Linked DNA regions of Mus musculus: regions 1, 2, 3, 5 and 6 are each linked to region 4. A link is a contact called in public Hi-C, HiChIP or PLAC-seq and Micro-C data. All regions are on one chromosome and are shown on one strand. Each heading gives the region's core, a stretch centred on a gene start, on an enhancer-like site or on the middle of the called end of the contact. The rest is flanking DNA. Distances are from core to core; before and after follow the strand shown. Region 1 overlaps Adgrl3 (adhesion G protein-coupled receptor L3). Region 2 overlaps Adgrl3 (adhesion G protein-coupled receptor L3). Region 3 has its middle 190 kb from the start of Gm22974. Region 4 holds the start of Adgrl3 (adhesion G protein-coupled receptor L3). Region 5 overlaps Adgrl3 (adhesion G protein-coupled receptor L3). Region 6 has its middle 210 kb from the start of Gm22974.

Evidence for each region. A called contact is a pair of places that touch in the nucleus more often than the background predicts. HiChIP or PLAC-seq counts read pairs in DNA pulled down with a chosen protein or histone mark.
Region 1: a Micro-C map of muscle stem cells shows a contact between it and region 4, with 15 times the contacts expected there. The contact joins the enhancer-like site here to the promoter of Adgrl3 in region 4. A contact is called at or near these places in 4 of 39 promoter capture datasets (the 3T3-L1 cell line, hippocampal neurons and neutrophils), 11 of 484 Hi-C or Micro-C datasets (the C2C12 cell line, the C3H10T1/2 cell line, embryonic fibroblasts and 6 more) and 13 of 115 datasets of contacts at active chromatin or transcription factors (the NIH/3T3 cell line, astrocytes, craniofacial prominence and 8 more).
Region 2: a FOXA1 HiChIP or PLAC-seq map of pancreatic cancer cells shows a contact between it and region 4. The contact joins the enhancer-like site here to the promoter of Adgrl3 in region 4. A contact is called at or near these places in 5 of 39 promoter capture datasets (the 3T3-L1 cell line, frontonasal cranial neural crest, hippocampal neurons and 1 more), 1 of 484 Hi-C or Micro-C datasets (uterus), 9 of 115 datasets of contacts at active chromatin or transcription factors (astrocytes, embryonic forebrain, embryonic hindbrain and 6 more) and 1 of 9 other capture datasets (pancreatic islet).
Region 3: a Hi-C map of olfactory sensory neurons shows a contact between it and region 4, with 2.1 times the contacts expected there. The contact joins the enhancer-like site here to the promoter of Adgrl3 in region 4. A contact is called at or near these places in 1 of 39 promoter capture datasets (hippocampal neurons), 1 of 484 Hi-C or Micro-C datasets (olfactory sensory neurons) and 1 of 9 other capture datasets (pancreatic islet).
Region 5: a Hi-C map of olfactory sensory neurons shows a contact between it and region 4, with 4 times the contacts expected there. The contact joins the enhancer-like site here to the promoter of Adgrl3 in region 4. A contact is called at or near these places in 3 of 39 promoter capture datasets (the 3T3-L1 cell line and neutrophils), 6 of 484 Hi-C or Micro-C datasets (the C2C12 cell line, embryonic stem cells, myocytes and 3 more) and 12 of 115 datasets of contacts at active chromatin or transcription factors (the NIH/3T3 cell line, astrocytes, craniofacial prominence and 7 more).
Region 6: an HNF4G HiChIP or PLAC-seq map of pancreatic cancer cells shows a contact between it and region 4. The contact joins the enhancer-like site here to the promoter of Adgrl3 in region 4. A contact is called at or near these places in 4 of 39 promoter capture datasets (the 3T3-L1 cell line, the SN4741 cell line, maxillary cranial neural crest and 1 more), 1 of 484 Hi-C or Micro-C datasets (cortical neurons) and 4 of 115 datasets of contacts at active chromatin or transcription factors (the NIH/3T3 cell line, a colorectal cancer cell line, embryonic fibroblasts and 1 more).

What each region holds. Positions count from the first base shown.
Region 1 is chr5:81,363,221-81,365,920 of GRCm38.p6, forward strand. The region is part of intron 5 of Adgrl3 (adhesion G protein-coupled receptor L3); the gene reads left to right. Among named protein-coding and RNA genes, the nearest start is that of Adgrl3, 340 kb to the left of the region's middle. Within about 2 kb of position 1,326, at least 45 of the 459 cell types and tissues checked have an H3K27ac peak or open chromatin away from gene starts, as enhancers often do. A contact at or near this core is called in the C2C12 cell line, the C3H10T1/2 cell line, the NIH/3T3 cell line and 5 more, where this site is marked.
Region 2 is chr5:81,474,790-81,477,721 of GRCm38.p6, forward strand. All of the region lies in intron 7 of Adgrl3 (adhesion G protein-coupled receptor L3), which reads left to right. Among named protein-coding and RNA genes, the nearest start is that of Adgrl3, 460 kb to the left of the region's middle. Within about 2 kb of position 1,347, at least 17 of the 459 cell types and tissues checked have an H3K27ac peak or open chromatin away from gene starts, as enhancers often do. A contact at or near this core is called in pancreatic cancer cells, where this site is marked.
Region 3 is chr5:80,701,114-80,704,128 of GRCm38.p6, forward strand. No RefSeq gene overlaps it. Among named protein-coding and RNA genes, the nearest start is that of Gm22974, 190 kb to the right of the region's middle. Within about 2 kb of position 1,653, at least 1 of the 459 cell types and tissues checked has an H3K27ac peak or open chromatin away from gene starts, as enhancers often do. A contact at or near this core is called in olfactory sensory neurons, where this site is marked.
Region 4 is chr5:81,019,370-81,022,069 of GRCm38.p6, forward strand. Adgrl3 (adhesion G protein-coupled receptor L3) reads left to right here and starts at 1,383. Exons shown (of 27, transcript NM_001359828.1): 1 at 1,383-1,976.
Region 5 is chr5:81,342,829-81,345,864 of GRCm38.p6, forward strand. The region is part of intron 5 of Adgrl3 (adhesion G protein-coupled receptor L3); the gene reads left to right. Among named protein-coding and RNA genes, the nearest start is that of Adgrl3, 320 kb to the left of the region's middle. Within about 2 kb of position 1,718, at least 20 of the 459 cell types and tissues checked have an H3K27ac peak or open chromatin away from gene starts, as enhancers often do. A contact at or near this core is called in olfactory sensory neurons, where this site is marked.
Region 6 is chr5:80,682,733-80,685,432 of GRCm38.p6, forward strand. No RefSeq gene overlaps it. Among named protein-coding and RNA genes, the nearest start is that of Gm22974, 210 kb to the right of the region's middle. Within about 2 kb of position 1,364, at least 27 of the 459 cell types and tissues checked have an H3K27ac peak or open chromatin away from gene starts, as enhancers often do. A contact at or near this core is called in the NIH/3T3 cell line, the SN4741 cell line, a colorectal cancer cell line and 2 more, where this site is marked.

The DNA of each region.
Region 1 (2,700 bases), core at 76-2,575, 340 kb after region 4:
AAATTGCCCAGCCGCTTTCTTCATTGGAATTTTTCTACTGTGCGTTTTAGGAGTAAGAAAAAAAATGACACTTGAAATTGCTATTTGGTAAAACACTAATGTATAATTGTTTTTGCCTTTGAGCCCCCTGTCTTTTACTAAAGAGATAAAGTTTAAGAGATTGTTTCCCATTTTTAGAGAGCTACCTACTTCTTACCCTAGTTCACTGTTTCTTATCATCTAACTTCTCCTATCTGGCTATACTTATCCATTTCTCATTTATCTATCATCTTTCTATCTATCCATCTATCTATCTATCATCTATCTCTCTATCCATCTATCTATCTATCTATCTATCTATCTATCTATCTATCTATCTATCTATCTATCTATCTATCATCTATGTATCTTTGTATCTATGTATCTATCTTTGTATCTATGTATCTATGTATCTATGTATCTATCTAACTATCTATCTATCTATCTATCTATCTATCTATCTATCTATCTATCTATCTATCATTATCATTTATCTACATTCATATTTCCTGTCTTTAAATTAGCTGGGCACATATCCTGGAGATTACTCAGTTGTTTTTCTCAGAATCTCTGAGGATTCCTACAATGGGCCCACTTTACTTTAAAGAAGGTTCTTATTAAGCATCTGGCAGAAATCGGCACCACTTCCTAGCCTCCCAAGAACATATCTATTGTATCCAAATCCATTTTCATGTTCCAAAACACTGCTGAACAATGGTCCTAGGACTTGAACTTTCCTTTTTTGCTCTATTGGTAAACGGGAGATTATACAACTATTGCCTTAAGAAGCAAAAGAGAACATTGTGTGTAAAATCATTTTAATGAGGATTAATGAGAATAATCCCTAGCAGAGGTATTGGTGCAGAACGAGAGCTTAGTCATACTTGAGGATTATGAATTTCATCACGTATTGTTCTATGTATGGGATAAATGAGAGTTTATATAATACACTTAGCACTGTGCTTGGCCCAGAGGAAGCACTCAGATAGGGTAGCTACTTAATTATTGCTGTCAACACCACCAATATCCCCAACCCTTGCCGCCCCCTCACCCCATCGAGTTCCAGCCTTTGTTGTCTGAGCAGTCAATGAACTGATTTATTTGCAGAGAGATGACTCAGTGCTTATGAATTGTATTTCCATCCCTGTTCATTTTTGTCTGGTGAGTCGGATGTCTTCATGCGGTTGTCCATCATCTGCCAGTAGGAGCTGCTTTTGTTTGTGGCCTTGGTGGATAGTTAAATAAAAATTAGGAAATGGAAAAGTTTAAAAATAAAAGCTTGGATTGCACCCACCATGCCACTGAGTATGACTAGGCTGAATTTGGCTCGGTCTTGTTCGCTAATCGTCCCTGAGTCTGACACATACTGGCAGTCGCTATCCCCAGCACAAATGTTCATGCTTTATAATATTTTGTACTTAGAGTGTTGACATATTTGTTATGAGTTACTTTGTTTCTTGCCAGTGCCATAAGGGGAGGAAAGTGTGATTCAAAATGTAGGAAACATGAAAATCAAGAATAAAATATTTGTACCTCTGCACCTTATTTGTTTGCATTCTTGTCAGGGTATATAGCTTGCTACCTGAAGAGGAAATGACAGGCTATTTATTCATCATGATATATATATATATATATATATATATATATATATATATATATATATATTGTCTAGTGTCATATACATACACACACACACACACATATATATATATACTATATATTATATAAAACAAAAATATTACTTTGTGAGATGGTAAAATGGCTTAGCAGAAAAATTGATCTTTATGTACAAATGGAGAGACTTGATTTTGATAGCTGACTCCTGGTAACCTGAGTTTGACCCATGTAGAAAGGTAACAGAGAACTGCTTAACAGAGATGCCATCTGATCTCGGCTCTCGAGTTGTGATATATGGAGGTGCCCACAATACAATACCATAAATAAAATTCTAAAAGTAATTTAGAACAATAGAATCTGACACCCGATACTCTCCGAATGCCCCCTTTTCTTTAATAATGGCTATGTTCTCAAGGAGGCAGTTCCTTTTTTTGCTTTTGATCTGTAGTCACCCTCTACTGAGTCACAGGATGAGATTCGAGTAGCAACATTGCCAAGAACACTTTCTGAACTCATTGCCTGCAAAGGAAGCCTTTCCAGTGCTGTTAGTCCCAACTTTAACCAGGCAGCATTGAGGAAACCTTCCCTAACTTCCTGATTCTCCAAGAGTCCGTCATGGTGCTGAGCTAGAGCACTCCCATTAATCATGTGAGTGGAACAAAGCAGACAGAGAAGCCAGGGGACAATGCTGTATTGTGCCTTTTGTCAGTTTTTAAACCCATAGTTGGTAACTCATAGGATTTATGCAATTAAGAAAAATTTCATGAGATAACTCATGTTGGCCACAATGGCTAATAAGGCATGCTCTCCCCCGCCCCCCGCCCCCCTCCCCCCCCCCCCCCCCGCTTTGGAGAGTAATGGTTAAATATTAAATACCTCTGACAGACAGAAAAACTCAGTTCTGTTCATCTGTCATCATTTTAAAGTGCTATTTTAAAATAATCTGAAAGGCTGGATGGATTCTAGTCCTCGTCCTACGGCATAAGAAGGCTGTTGAGAAACAGCATGTGTTCTGGAGGAGGACAGACCTTTAATTCATCAAGATGTAACTATTCAAATTATGTC
Region 2 (2,932 bases), core at 97-2,596, 460 kb after region 4:
GAGTTCTGCCCTGAACCTCCCTGAGATTGTGCTAGTGGAAAATTCTTTGTGGTTTCACTCCTAAGCCAGCTTTTCCCTACCGGATCTTTAACCTCAGAGAAATAGCTAAGATAAGTTAGGCACATTTCCCAAATTTCCCCTCAACTTGCTTGGCTTCTGCTTGTCTTTATTCTCTGAACTGGCCTGATCCACACTCCCTGTGGCCTTGACTGCTGGCACTGCTTGCTACTAAAAAAAAAATAAAAATAAAAATAAAAATAAACAATCTTAGCTTTGTAGAGTCTCTGGATACTGCTCATAGTTTTCTTTCCTCCTGTGCTCAGAGCTCTCAGTATAATGAGATTTACAGTCAGCCCCATTTCCCCCACAGTTAGTAATCCCCCCCTTTACAGGTTTTGAATGTTCCCAAATGTGTCTGTGTTCTCAATGCATCTAGGTATCCTCACAGTCCGCCAGCCACCCTCACTTATTTCTATCAATAAGTACTGACTGAACCCCTCTTTAAATGGGTCTGTAGACCTAGTCGGTATGTTCTACCAGTGTAGTGTAGTAACTGACCAATTCAAGCCTATCTTTTAATGATCATTTTAGGGTAAGCATAGCTTTAAATCACTAAGTAGTGAAATTCCGGTCTTTCGGATAGAACCCGCTGACTCTGTTGCCAGCTGAGGTCTCTTATTTCTTGCTGTCAGTCAACCTGTAAGGGAGATTAAGGCTTACTTTCAAAAGTGTAAAAGATGAAAACATATTCTCTCTTATTGAAATTTGGCATTGTACACAGTACCTCATTTTAATTCAGTTTCTCTCAGAGAAGTTTCAGAATACAAAATGGCCTTAATGTGACTGCCTGGTATTTTGGTCCTCATTTGCCTTCAGTATGGCCTATAATTAAGGCAATTAATGATGACATATGGCAATATCAAAAATTCAACTTTCTCAATATTATGAAAGTGCAATCCTTCTGTGCATATGGTTGGATCCTGAGCATCATGGCCTTTCTCATAAATTTAGTTCAAATTGCCTGAAAAGAAGACAGCAAATGAGCATTTTTAGGGATGGTGGGTGTTCAGTTTTCTTTGATGTGCCCAACATTGTAAATCACTGCAGTCTAACCATTTGCTTCTTGGAAACCTTAGGACATGCATCCAAATTTCTGTAGGAAAACTTTGTCAGTTCTAGGATGTAGATCTGCTTGAAATGAGTTCGGTGCTCAGTTAGCAGGGAGAGTTCAGACATGCCAAAAGTTTTCTTCAAACAAAGCAAAACAAAAGCCTAATGGAATTACAGAGCGAAGGAGGAATAAATCTCTCAGTGCCCTCTGAACTCAGCTGTTTTCCTTTAGGCTGGTTTTCCTCCACTCCTTTTCTTCCGTCCTGTTCTTATCTCCTACACAGTTCATTTACTGTTGTTTACTCAAGATAACAGGAAATTTCACAAGTGAGATCATAGTCACAGTTGTTGGAGGTGAAATGTGAAATAGGTTTATTTTGACAGGAAGGCTTTCTTTCTTTTCCATCTTGGAAAAACTAATAAAACCATAGCTGGCTATTTATATTATAATCTAGGAGGAGTTTGGTTCGGCAGAGTTGTGTCTCTCTGGATCTGTTAATAGCTGTGTACCCAAGCTAAGCAACTTACCTTCAAGGGAAAGGATGATGCCGAAAAAAGAATACCATGACCCGTGCTAGGAAGACAAACCCAGAATGCCTCATTGTGCTGTATCCTCGCTGATATTTACATTCAGTGGATTGAAATACGAAGCATGGAACACATGAATTATGAACAGCAGCTCTGCCATGGATGTCATGTGGCACTCTGTTAAGAACAAATGATAAATGAAGAATGAGAAACTTGTTAGTCCATGTCTTGAGGGCATTTCTTTGCTCATTGATCAGCATTGCCCACATTTTTTTTTTACTAGCACTGAATCTAATACAGTTTTCATGAGTTCTTGATATATATATCACTTCCACTAGATGCTGTCCCTTGAGTTATGAGATGATAATTTTTATGGTGTTTAATCTTTATCCTCAGGCTGTAGATTGAGCACCACTAAGTGTCAATCACCTAAACGTTCATTTATTATTAATTCTAAAAGGGTTGAACTTCCAAGATTAATTAGCATTATCCTATCAGAAGTATGACAAACTCCTTCCTTCCCTCCTTTCTCCTTTCCACTCTTTCTTCCTTCCTTCTTTCTCTAACTAGCTTGGAGGAAGCAGGACTTACCCCCATGAAAATTATGAATATTCATGAATATTATGGATGAAGAATCTCACTGTTTACTATAAATATTTCAATTGATCTGTTGGCTTAGAAAAATGATTTCTCAATGCAAGTGATTACCTCAGCGCTGTAGTGACTATTCAAATGATTATTTATGTAACAAAATTTGAAGTTTCCAGAACACGAGTATTATTAATGAAAATTTTCTTTAATTATTCTCATTATGATATCTAGCTTATATGTAAAAACTGAAACATGAAAATTTTAATGCCAAGCTATTTTTAAATGTGGTGTAATTTCTAATTCAAATTCATAAAACGCTGTATGTGAATGTGTTTTTTAGAGTTAACATTTTGACAGTGACTAGTATTCCTCTGTCTCTGCACCATTTAGTAAGACTGTAGGCTTCACAGAAAATCAGATCTAATTTTATATTGGCGATGGTTGCTAAGTAACTATTTGATGCAAATTAATCATTAAACATTTAGCAGCTTATTCTCTGATTGGAGTGGATGCAGGAGTGACTTCCAAGCCTACAGCTCAGCAAACAAGTGATGGAGGAAGAATATTCTGAGATGCTTAATAAAAATAGCTGATGACTCCGCTACTTGATTTTCTTCCTTTGTCACAATCATAAAGGAAAACAAGAAATTGACAGGGACAGCTAACAGCAATTTCCTAATAGTAGATGCTGTTTAACTTTGAA
Region 3 (3,015 bases), core at 403-2,902, 320 kb before region 4:
CCCCCTGAAACCACCAGGAACAGAAAAAAGGGCAGTTGATCTTAATGCCATGCACCAGATGGCAAAAGAATGTGAAACAATTACTTTACACTCATTGTGCATGGGCTGGTGGAAAAAGTAGAAGATAGACACTTCCATTTGTCATGAGAAAGCTCAAGACTTTCCTGCCAAGGCTAGATATTTTACAACCTCTTTCAAAACTCAACAAAATCAGGAAAAGTTAATCTTTATTTTCAACACACCATGAATTTGGGAATGTTTTGATGATGACTGTGCTCTACGTAGGTTAGGTGGAGAAAGGCCATCTTATCCTATTTTTAATTCTTTTGAGACAAGATCATGCTATACATCCCACCCTGAGCTTGAACTCCTAACACCCCCTTTGAGTATACTCAAAAATCATACAGTTTATTATTAGGAAAATTATAAGCTTTGAGGGCCTTAGGGCACTGCCTAGCAACAAAATGTATGTGTACATGTGAAAAGCACTTGTTTCAATTCACAACATCACAGAAATCAGATGATGACAACAGATAAAATAGGTGGTCCACAGATAGTTAGATAGCTGGGTGGATGTTTGCATGGATGCATGGATGTATGGGTGAGTGTACTGACGGATAGACAGAGAGACAGACAAATGAATGGATAAATCAAATGGCATTGTCCTAAGAGAAGTGTTTTGAGAATATGCTAATTCTTAGAACCCTATTTCTTAAATGTAACCAATGACAGAATAGAAAGCAAAAGTTTCTAAAAATCTATGTCGGTCAAAGATAGATGATGGAATATTGGGGGCCAGATGTTCTACAATTCCTTTGTTAGGTATAAGCCATAACCCAAATATGTGGCCCTTTGACTGTGGAAAACTACAAGTGTGACATAAAGCCTAGGAAGAATGTCTTCCTGGGAAAACAGTTACATAAGGGCAGAGTAGTGTGGAAGGAGGAACACAGATACCGGGGTCAAAGAGACTGCGTACTCAGGTTCTGTTTGAAGGGCTAGCTTTAGTCGCTAGATGAACAGTATAAACAGCAATGGGAAAAGTAAAAATTGTTCAGTCTTGAAGTAAAACAAGAATCCTGTGTCTTAGTCTACCATTGCCCTCATTCCCTGGTCCCTGTATTGCCCAGGGCTGTGATACCACAACCATAGTCATGTGTCTTTCATTGCTGTGACAAAAGACATGTGCCTGGATACCTTAAAAGGGTGAGTTGATTTAGTTCACAGTTCAGGCAGCTGAAAATTGAAATACCATGTGATCTTTGAACCTTTCACCTCATAGCGGTTAGAATCACGGCAGAGAAGCATGGGCAGTGGAAACAAAAATTAATAAGCTCAGTCTAGGCTTTCCCTTCTATAACAACAAAAATGAAAGAGAAATGGAGGTTTCATGAGAACTAGATCAGTACCCTCTTAAGATAGCACACTCAATGATCTGATCATGGCCTACCATGACCCAACTCAAAGAGTTTACATCATTGCCTCACTTTAGATCAAGTTTCTAACACCCGAAATGCAGCAAACCTTGCTAAATGCATATCTAAATATCAGAAAGGATTCACTTTTTCTATCATACTTTCACTATAAGGCTAGCAAATTGTATGTCAATATGACATAAGCTATAGTCCCATGGGAAATGGGAACCTCAGTGGAAATAATTCCTCTGCCCTGTTTGTTTGTGAACACGTCTGGGGAGCATTTTCTTGTTTGAGGATTAATGTAGAAGGAAAAATCAAACTAGGCAGTGCCAGCTCTAGGCTGGAGGTGCCAAGTGTGATAGGAGAGCAGGCTAAGCAAACCGGGAGGAACAAAGACACTGTGCATTGCTCTATCCACACAGGCAAAACCCACTTTGGTGCCATGTCTTTTGGGGAGGATTCTAGAGGCTGGCGATCTTTTGGCTGGAAAAAGTTGTTGGATGGTCAGCACTCAGTGAACCATCCCGGAAGCTTGGTTTGTGAAGCCTCTAGTGGGCTCCTTGATAGTTTGAGCTTTCCGAATATGTGTTTCATGTTATCAAAGGCTAAAGAATTAGCTACGACTAAAAGGATACTAGAACTTTTTTTTTTTTTTTTTAATATTTATTTATTTATTTATTATATGTAAGTACACTGTAGCTGTCTTCAGACACACCAGAAGAGGGCGTCAGATCTTATTACAGATGGTTGTGAGCCACCATGTGGTTGCTGGGAATTGAACTCGGGACCTTTGGAAGAGCAGTCAGTGCTCTTAACCTCTGAGCCATCTCTCCAGCCCCGATACTAGAACTTTTAAGTGAAACTTTTTTTGCTTTACTGAGACAGTTAATGCTGGGTTACCAGAGCTCAGAAATTAGTGGTGATTAAGATTAGCATCTCTGAGGAGAAATAGTCTAGAAAGTATTTACTCAAGGCCAGCACATAGAAGCTGAGGTCGAAAGAGGGGTCAAGACTTTACCTTGAGCTAGGAGCTGAAATTGGTAATATAAGAATATTCTCAATAGTACTAAGTTTGAAAGCCCAGTAAGGTCTTTAAGAGGTGTTGAGGCTTGGTACCATGTGTCAAGGGAATTTTAATGGAAACCCAAAATTTGTCTAAGAAACTGAAGTAGGGAAATATCATTCGAATAAAAATGATTTATGATAATCATTATAAATATTATAATGCTCTAGTCATTAATATGGCTTTTTCCTTATTTTTAATATGCTAAATAGCAATGCAGGGTTGTAATTAACATTCTTTTGCAAAAGATGAATAAATGTAATGGAAGATTGAGAGATTATCCAGTCTATACAGTACAATTTAAGATATTTTTGTTACTATTATAAACACTAAATTAAAATTACATCCTGTGTGGATATATAGCATCTATGTTATAAATCGTGTACATCCTGTGTGTGTACATCCTGTGTGGATATATAGCAAGTTTGGTAAGTAGAGAAGTAGATAGGTTCTGGGAAGTGTTGGACAAGGGGAAAAATCTGTTCAAAATCTATTATATAAAAAGTTTAAGTACAATAAGTTTTAATGTTCATA
Region 4 (2,700 bases), core at 133-2,632:
CGGGAGGGAGGAAGGGAGAGTGAAGAGATTGAGTGGAGAGAGGGGGGGGGGCTAGAGATGAGTGGAAATGGAGAGCAGAGAAGAGAGAGAGAGAGAGAGAGAGAGAGAGAGAGAGAGAGAGAGAGAGAGAGAGAGAGAGAGAGAGAGAGATGCTCCTATCCAGGAGAGAGATACCCTTTGTCTGACAAACCCTGCAAGGGAAGCCTCCCTTAGCCGCCCCACGGTTCCCACCTCCAAGATTCTGCGGAGCGGCTAGGTGGAGCCCGCGCCCGCGGAGCCCTCGCGGACTCCAGATCCGGGTTTTGCCGGCCGCCCCTTTCCCGGCCTTGGAGCCCCCCTCCCTGGTCCTGGGAGCTCTCTCGCCCCGTCACCCCGCCAGAGGCTCACTCGGGCCTCGGCTGCGTTGGCCGCTGCGCTCACGCTGCCTGTCTGCGGGCGCGACCGCCCCCTCCGCCCGCTCGGCCCGCAGCGCTCGCTCCAGTTCCCAGGAGCGGGGATGCAGATGGCACGGCCGGGCCAGGAGGGCGACGCCGCCACCGCTGCCGCCGCCGCCGCTGCTGGCATCTCGCGGACTGCGCGCTGCCTCCGCTCCCGCAGCTGCTACTGCTGCTGCTGCCGCCGCCACCGCCTGTGACTCGCCCCCCCCCCTCCCCTTTCTTTCTTCTCGCTCTCTCTTTTATTTATTTATTTATTTCGTTGGCCTCAGTCTTCTCCCTCCGGGTGTGCGCGCGCGGGCTGCACGGTGTGCTGGGGCAGGAGCTCGCCCCTGTGTGTGCGCGCGAGGGGAAGAGCGTGTGCGTGTCTGGAGGGCGCCCCGAGCCTCAGTGGCTCCGGTGGGGAGTCCAGAAGAGAAAAAAATAAAATTAAATAAAATTAAAAAAAAAAAAAAAAGAGGACCGAAGCCGGCGGCCGAGGAGGAGGTTGGCGGTGACGGCATCGGCTCAGACCCCGGGCCGGGCGATGAAGCTCCCGCATGCCCGAAGCTACCCGGCCTGGCCGGCGAGCTGATAGGCGACCACCGGAGCTCGGGGCTCGCCCCCCGCGGCAGGCACGCAACCCTCGGCGACCCGGCGCCCGCTCTGCCCGCGCGTCCACGCCGTGCACCCGGCAAGGAGTTTGCGCGGCTCGCGCCTGGGCTCTCGGAGCGGGTTGCGGGCGGCAGAGCGGACCCTCTGCTGCCGGAGCACCTCGGGGGCAGCAGGAGGAGGACGGCGAGGAGGACTGGGCGGAGAAGCCACTACTGGTCCTCGCCGCTGCCCCTACCTATCCCCTCCCTCTCGCTCGGAGGCGGAAAGGGGAGGACGAGGAAGAAGAAGAAAAAGAAAGAGAAGGGGGGTGGGGTGGGAGAACTGGATATAAAGATCGGCTGCGGGGGGGGGGATGGTGGAAGATTTTTGGTCTCCTCAGCAGCTGCTTTTCTTGCGGCGGCGGCGGCGGCGGCGGCTGCAGGAGGAGGGAAAGCAGCTCTGGTTATGACTGCCGCATGTTAATAGCTCCCGCTTGGGTCCACCGGCTGCAGCGAGAGACACAGCCTGACTCCGAAGTTGTGCAACTGTGCCCTGAGAGAGACATTTGAACCCTCCTTCTCTTTGCTCCGCTTTTGCCCCCCTGGGGCGTGTGAAGCGAGGAAACGTAAAGGAAGACTAGCATTGGCTTTCCCGGCTTCCCCTTTCTCCATGGCTGTGTAGAAGAAGAAAGGAAAAGAGACACTTTTTGTTGTTTCTTTGACTGGGGTCTCCACCCTCCTGTCGTCTCTGCGGTTTGATCAGTCGTTGCTTGGTGTGACTGGGGTGTCTACAGTGGGACAGGTCCATCTTTTTTCTGTTTTCTTTTTCTTTCTTCTTCTTTTTTTATTTCTTCTTTTTTTGTGTGTGTGTGTGCCCCGGGGCTCAATGGATGGATTGTGGAAAACTGCACCGGGTTGCAGGTTGTTGAGCAACTGATGGGACCATCTCAGGGACCGGCGGTTACGAAAGGTAATTTATTCTTTGCACTCTTCATAATTGTGGTCGCCCTGGTCGGGCGCAGGCGGCGGCATCCGATGGGCTGGCAACCGAGGGGGTGCGGGGTTCACGTACACTCACCCTTCCACTCACACATTCGCCTTCGCACACTCGCCCTCATGCGCACACTCATCTGATCGTGATGCGGGGCGGGAAGGGAGCCTCCTGGCTGGTGGGCGCTGGGGTTTGGCATGGGTTCGAGGTTTTATCAGCTACTGGGCGATTAGGTGCCAGAGGGAGATATAGAGGAGAAGAGAACCAGCGCACTGTCAGTCGCACACGCCGGGTGACAAGAACGAATCCCACCCCGCGCATTTTCCCTGCCCTGTCACCCCAATGCCGTCCTTTAGTAGGGGCAGAAAGCAGCCAAGGGGGCGCCTTTTCTCCGCTAGTCTGGAGCAACACTGGACGTGGGAACGGGTTGGAGGACGAACAGGGACCGGGTGAGGAGCGCAGTTCGGGGTGATGGCGAATGTGTGGTGGTGAGCCTGGTTGATCCTCCCTAGACGCCTGCCTTGGAACATCCAAGGTGGCTGAGATTGCCCAGGTCGCGCCCCTGAGAAGTGGAATCGGGTTGCCTCCAAAAATCTCTCTTGAGTATCTTCCAGCCGGGCAGTTTGATTTCGACCTGAGTGCCTAGGCTTTGTTGAGCGATTTAGCTAGAGAAAGCTGGTCAGTTTCGTGAGTGTCACGGGGT
Region 5 (3,036 bases), core at 468-2,967, 320 kb after region 4:
GACTCCTACACTTAACAGTGATTTTTTGCTTGTTTGCTTCTTTAAAAACCAAAGTGCAAGTTTTAGGTAAATATATGCACTAGCTGCATTGAAATGCACACACAAAAAACCTGCAGCTAAAAACAAGTTTAGCTTTAATGGACAATATCAAATAAAAGACTGAATTCATGAGATATCTTTTGACTTTGAATTCACCCAATTCATATTTTCATTATTTGTACATCAAAGGAAACAGTTGGCAAAGATGTTTATTTATGTAGAAATCAATGACTTTAGTTTTCAGTGTGGCATATTTCCTTGAGACGACGATGCTGTATATGTTTGGAAATAATAGCAGTTAAGTAAATTAAATGAGACTTTCAGACTGTGGTTGAGATATTGCCTGCAAAGAAAGAAATTTCACGTGGTCAGAAGTTGTCCCAAGGGTAAGAATGTAGGTGGAGAAAGGTAGTAAAAATGTCGTCATATGCATGTCCATTGCTGTCTCGCAGGTCGTTGTTCCCTGGGGGTCTTTCTAGGTTCATAAGGAAACAATTTACCATACGGCTGGGATATAGCTCAGTAATAAAACACTTGTGAGAATGTAGGAGATGCTGTGCTTAGTCACCAAAACCCACACATATACACACACATGTGCCCCCATGCATACACACATAGGAGAAAGAGACAGAGACAAAAAGAACAAACTAACATTTACACATGGAGTTTATTCTTAAAGCAAATTGCAAATTACACTCTGTGGGTAAATTATATTTATAAATATATATGTGTGTGTGTATATATATATATTACTGTAGTTCTCTAGCTCAGCCTATGTTTGGGTGATCACAGACTGAACAAAGACAGATTCTGCCTTCTAGAAATCCATCCTTTTGTTATTTTCCCAGGTCTAAGGAATTAAAAGTAAGGCAATACAACATAACTGAGGCATTACCCCCACCCTGCTTAAGTAAAATCTATTGAAAATACAGCATACCACACTACCAGTCATGTGAGGGGCATATTAGGTTGAAAGCATCAATAAATGTCGATAACGAAAAAGTATTGAGGTTTGATGAAAACATTATCATTTTTATAGAGTGGCTCTCATTCAACAGAGTGATGGAAGTCTATTTCTCTATTACGGGCAGCATATATAAATTAATGTTGATGACATTACAAAGCCCTTAAATGCACTAAGGACCTTACAACACTCATGGATATGCATACATGGGGCTTTTTTTTTTTGCGTATATTGCTATAAAACCTTTGAATTGAAACAGGGATATATATATATATATATATATATATATATATATATATTCATAAATTATATATATGTATATATATAATTTATGAAATTAAGCCTATGAGATAAATTGTGTATTTATTAGTTTAAAGTAAACAAATATTCTTTAGAGGCCACCGCCTCTGAAAGCATAAAGAAGCATTTAAAATATTGGCATGGTTATATTGGTGTATTGCCCATGAAAAGAAAGCAAGTGTTTGTCTGCATGTCTATTTTTTCCTGAGCCTGAGTACCAGTAAAATGATTAGGTGCTCAGCTACCAGAGGCAGTGTACTGTTGTTCTCCTGGTCTGACTTACACTGGAGTAAGAGGCTACAGTTTCCTCTTCAGTTGTTTGCTTCTGGGCTTTTGGGGAGCTACTCAGTAATCCCCTGGGTTAACAAAGGGGGAGGGAGGGCGAGAGCCTTGCATCACACTGTGGCAGCCTCAGGGGTTCATTCAAGTACCTTAGTGGCTTGCTGTGGTGAGCACCAGGAGCAGCCTTCCAGTCTAAATGACACTGTAATTAAAGGGCTTGATTTCAGTCAGCCAGCAAGAATCCATTGTGAACTAAGTCTCTGTGTAAATAAATGGCCATGTCTAGATACATAACCAAAACTTAAGATTTAACTCCTATTTGGCAAGAAACTGCAAATCAAAAGAGAAAATACAAAAGGGTCAAGCAAACTGATAGACCTGGGTGGTGGTGGTGGTAGTGGGGCAGTGGGGGGGGGGGGGGTTGATCTGCTAGAATTTCCTTGTATTATGTGCTTCTAATTTTCAACTAATAGCTTTGTGTTTCTTCATGTTTGTACTGTTTTGCACTAAGAACTTCTCTTTAAAGACAAGAAGTTCCTTTTATCATCTAAGACACTTTTGTTAGTCTGCTGGAAATATTATTTTCATCTCCCACAATTCAATTTTACAGTATATAATGGAGTCTCTCTCTCTGTCATACTGTAGACATATAAAGTATGGAAAAGATCCTTTTATGGCTTAGAGTAAATTATGTATTTGATTTCATTTGGTCGGTTTTATAACAGATAACATTCAAGAAGCCAAAACTAATGTTTAGTGGGGTGGCTATTCTCTTCCCTTAGGAGTGATCTTGGAATTAGAAGGCCTACATCAATTTAAATGGGGGGTCACTGGTTTATACTGTCAGGAGGGGGAAGGCACTGCGGGCCAGCTATGCAGGACAGCACTCGGCCAACAGAAGTCTCACATCTGTAACAAGAACACTTTTTCCTTATCTTCAAAATTGGAATAATAGCTTGCCTGGCTAGCTGGGAGAAAAAAAAACTTTATCAGCAAGATCATTAATAACTCAGGACTCAGCTTTTCAAGTCACAATTAGCTGCTCAACAGCTGTGACCTTCAAGAGCTACTCATTATTGTGGGCCCTGGTTGTTCACTCCCACTCATGAGTTCTTTTCAGAAATAGTTTCTCTGACATCATTGACCCTAGGGGTCAATGTGAGAGACGAGTCTTCAGGCACTCATTTGTAAGTCTTGTTTCAGCAGCATGCTCTGTGTGTGTGTGTGTGTGTGTGTGTGTGTGTACATGTGCACTCGTGTGTGTGTGTGTGTGTGTGTGTGTGTGTGTGTGTGTGTTGAAAAGAATTCAGCAGATGCTTAGTTAATGCTTCAGTGTAAATCCAGCTGTTTGGTTGGATCCCAGTTAGGATGGTGCCTGACAGAGGGAGAGCCCTCCTGGGAGCAGCCAGGCCATTTAGCGGCCTCAAGTACAGAGTAGAACCGAATGGTAA
Region 6 (2,700 bases), core at 114-2,613, 340 kb before region 4:
AGTAGGTCATTAATGGGAGGAGAGGCCTTTGGTCTTGTGAAGACTCTATGCCCCAGTATAGGGGTATGCCAGGACCAGGAATGAGTGGGTTGGGTAGCAGGGGGAGGAGGGAGGGTATAGGGGATTTTCAGAGGGAAAACTAGGAAAGGGGATAACATTGAAATGCAAATAAAGAAAATATCTAATAAAGAAAAAAAAGTGATCTGAGTGTGATGTTAAATTCCTGCAATCTCAGAATTTTGCAGGTGGAAGCAGGAGGGGCAGTTCAAGGCCAGCCGGAGCTACATGGTGACTTTGAGGACAATGTAGGCTACATGTAAACCTGCCTCAAAAATCAAACAAACAAACTAGGCATAAGTTAGATGTAACACCATTTTGGTAAAAATTGGGTAGAAGAAATATAATTTACCTTTCTACATTTAAAATGGAGAAGAAGAGAGGGAAGAAGAAAAAGTTGTAGAGCATCTAACTCTGAAGTGTGTGCCTGTGCATGGGCGTGTTCACGTGTGTGTGTTTGTGGCTTGTGTGTGTTTAATAGCTTAGGAAGGAACAAACGAACCAGACTAACATGGTCGCTGATCTGAATTCTTGTTTTAAAATAAGGAACATAAACAAAAACAAAGAAAGCACAAGAATATATAACTACATTTTTGCAAGTTCTGTGCAGAAACAAAAGGCTATGTTGTGAAGTACAGATGTGGAGAGAACACATGTGGTCTCAAATGATGGCCCCATTCTCTCTCAGCATGAAGGTCATTTTTATACTTGTGGAACCTGTTGTCAGGACACTGAAAGAATGGAAACATGAAGGACAAGGCCCAGACAAGGCTATGACGAGGTCCTGAGTAAAAAGCTGGCCTCCCACATTCTTAGAACCTCACAATAAGTTACTGTGCTGCGTGGGTTTCTGCTTCAGTGAGTCAGTTAATGTCAGCAAAACAGTGACCACTATTGATAGGTATTTAGTCATAATCCATTGTATTCTTATAGGTCCTTTAATCTTTGTCCAATTAAAAGAGTTCTGTTATGTCTTGCTAATATGTCTTTGGCATGGCAGGGCCATATGAGTAAGCAGAGATTCATCACAAGTCTGAGAGTTCATGGTAGATATGTGAGAAACGGGGAAGCAGAAGAGAAGAATAAGGCATCTTACTCCATGTGGGCACTCTTCAGATCCCAAGGCATCTCACTCTATGTGGGCACTGTTCCGATCCCATAGTCTTTGCACTTGTGAGCAGCAGCTTGCCTCTAGTCAAAGCCTGACTCAGCCGTGTTGACATTCACACAGCTTTGTGACTACTGTTGACTCCTTGTGTGTTTCCAGAAAAGACTTAGCAAACGTGCATTTGCCCCAGATCAGCGACCACTCACAGACCAGTCTGATGACTCTATCAAAGTACAACTTGGTGAATCAGTGAGTTTACGGATGTTATTTACAAGAGCATGGATGAGAAATTACTCACAGGAGTAAGAAGGATTCCAAGGCAGCCATATCATCAAATAGCCCACCACAGCAAGATTCAGATCCCATAAAAGCTGCTTTCCTGCTGGGAATTTCAGGCAGCTCCAGAGGTTTGGTTCACAATTATCTTTCAACAGCTTGGCTGGTCTGCGTATCTCTCTCCAGCAATTCCTTGCTGATTTGTAGACTTGGGAAGAGGCTTTTGAACACTGTTATTTCTGCTTTCTCAAACTTGTGATCCTGTTTAATTCCTAAGTCTCATGGTGCTCTCTCCACCCTCCAGAAGAGGTTGTTTCAACTTACAGGAAAATGCTACACAATATACCTTTGGACTATATTTATAGTATTGATCCTTAAGTTACTGAATGTTTTCTGTATGTGTTAAAATATTTATGTTTAAATACATATTCAAAATATGGTCCCCCTAGAAGAAAAGATAGGTAGAAAATTGAGACACTAAAATAAAGCCCATTCTGGTTAGAACATAACTTTTGTACATTTACACAGGTTAGAACACAAGCTTATGTTTACTGTCTTTGAAATTACTTCCGGAGATATAGAAACCACTAAAGGCTCAACGGAACATTTATCTCATAAAAGATATCACTCCCTTTTCATTTTTATGTTTCAAAAATCATTTTCAGAATTGGTAATTAAAGAAGAAACTGTGGAATAATGTTGTGACTAAAATACTTTAATTTTATTTGTGACATATAGACAGACAGAAGTTTGATGGTAATTTATAAGTTCAATCTCATGTATTATCATTGATTAATTATTTGCCAATACAGGTAGATCCATAGAATTGCAAATAAATAAAATTATGTCTCAAAGGATGCAAAAGTTTTACAAGTTTTTCCTATTGTAAATATTCATAATGAATTGGTGTTTTTCATTTGTTGGTGTTATTTTAAGACAGGCTCTCCTCATGTATATATGGCTATTCTAGAAGTCACTATGTCCTGGTGACATTTTCCACATGACAATGCGACAGTGACTACATACCCCATAAGCAAATTTATATTTTACTTTATAATTATCTGGCTCCTATTATATAGAATCCTCTTTTTTATCACTTTATCATTGTTTATATTTGATAAAATGGAAGTTCAGAGTGTGAAATTAGAGGTTAGATTCGTGTTTATTCCTGATGTCAATTCTGAGCTTCTCCAGCTTGCACCATGAGCAAGTATAAAGCAATGCCGACATAAGTTTGCAAGGAAAATTATGTGTTGCCA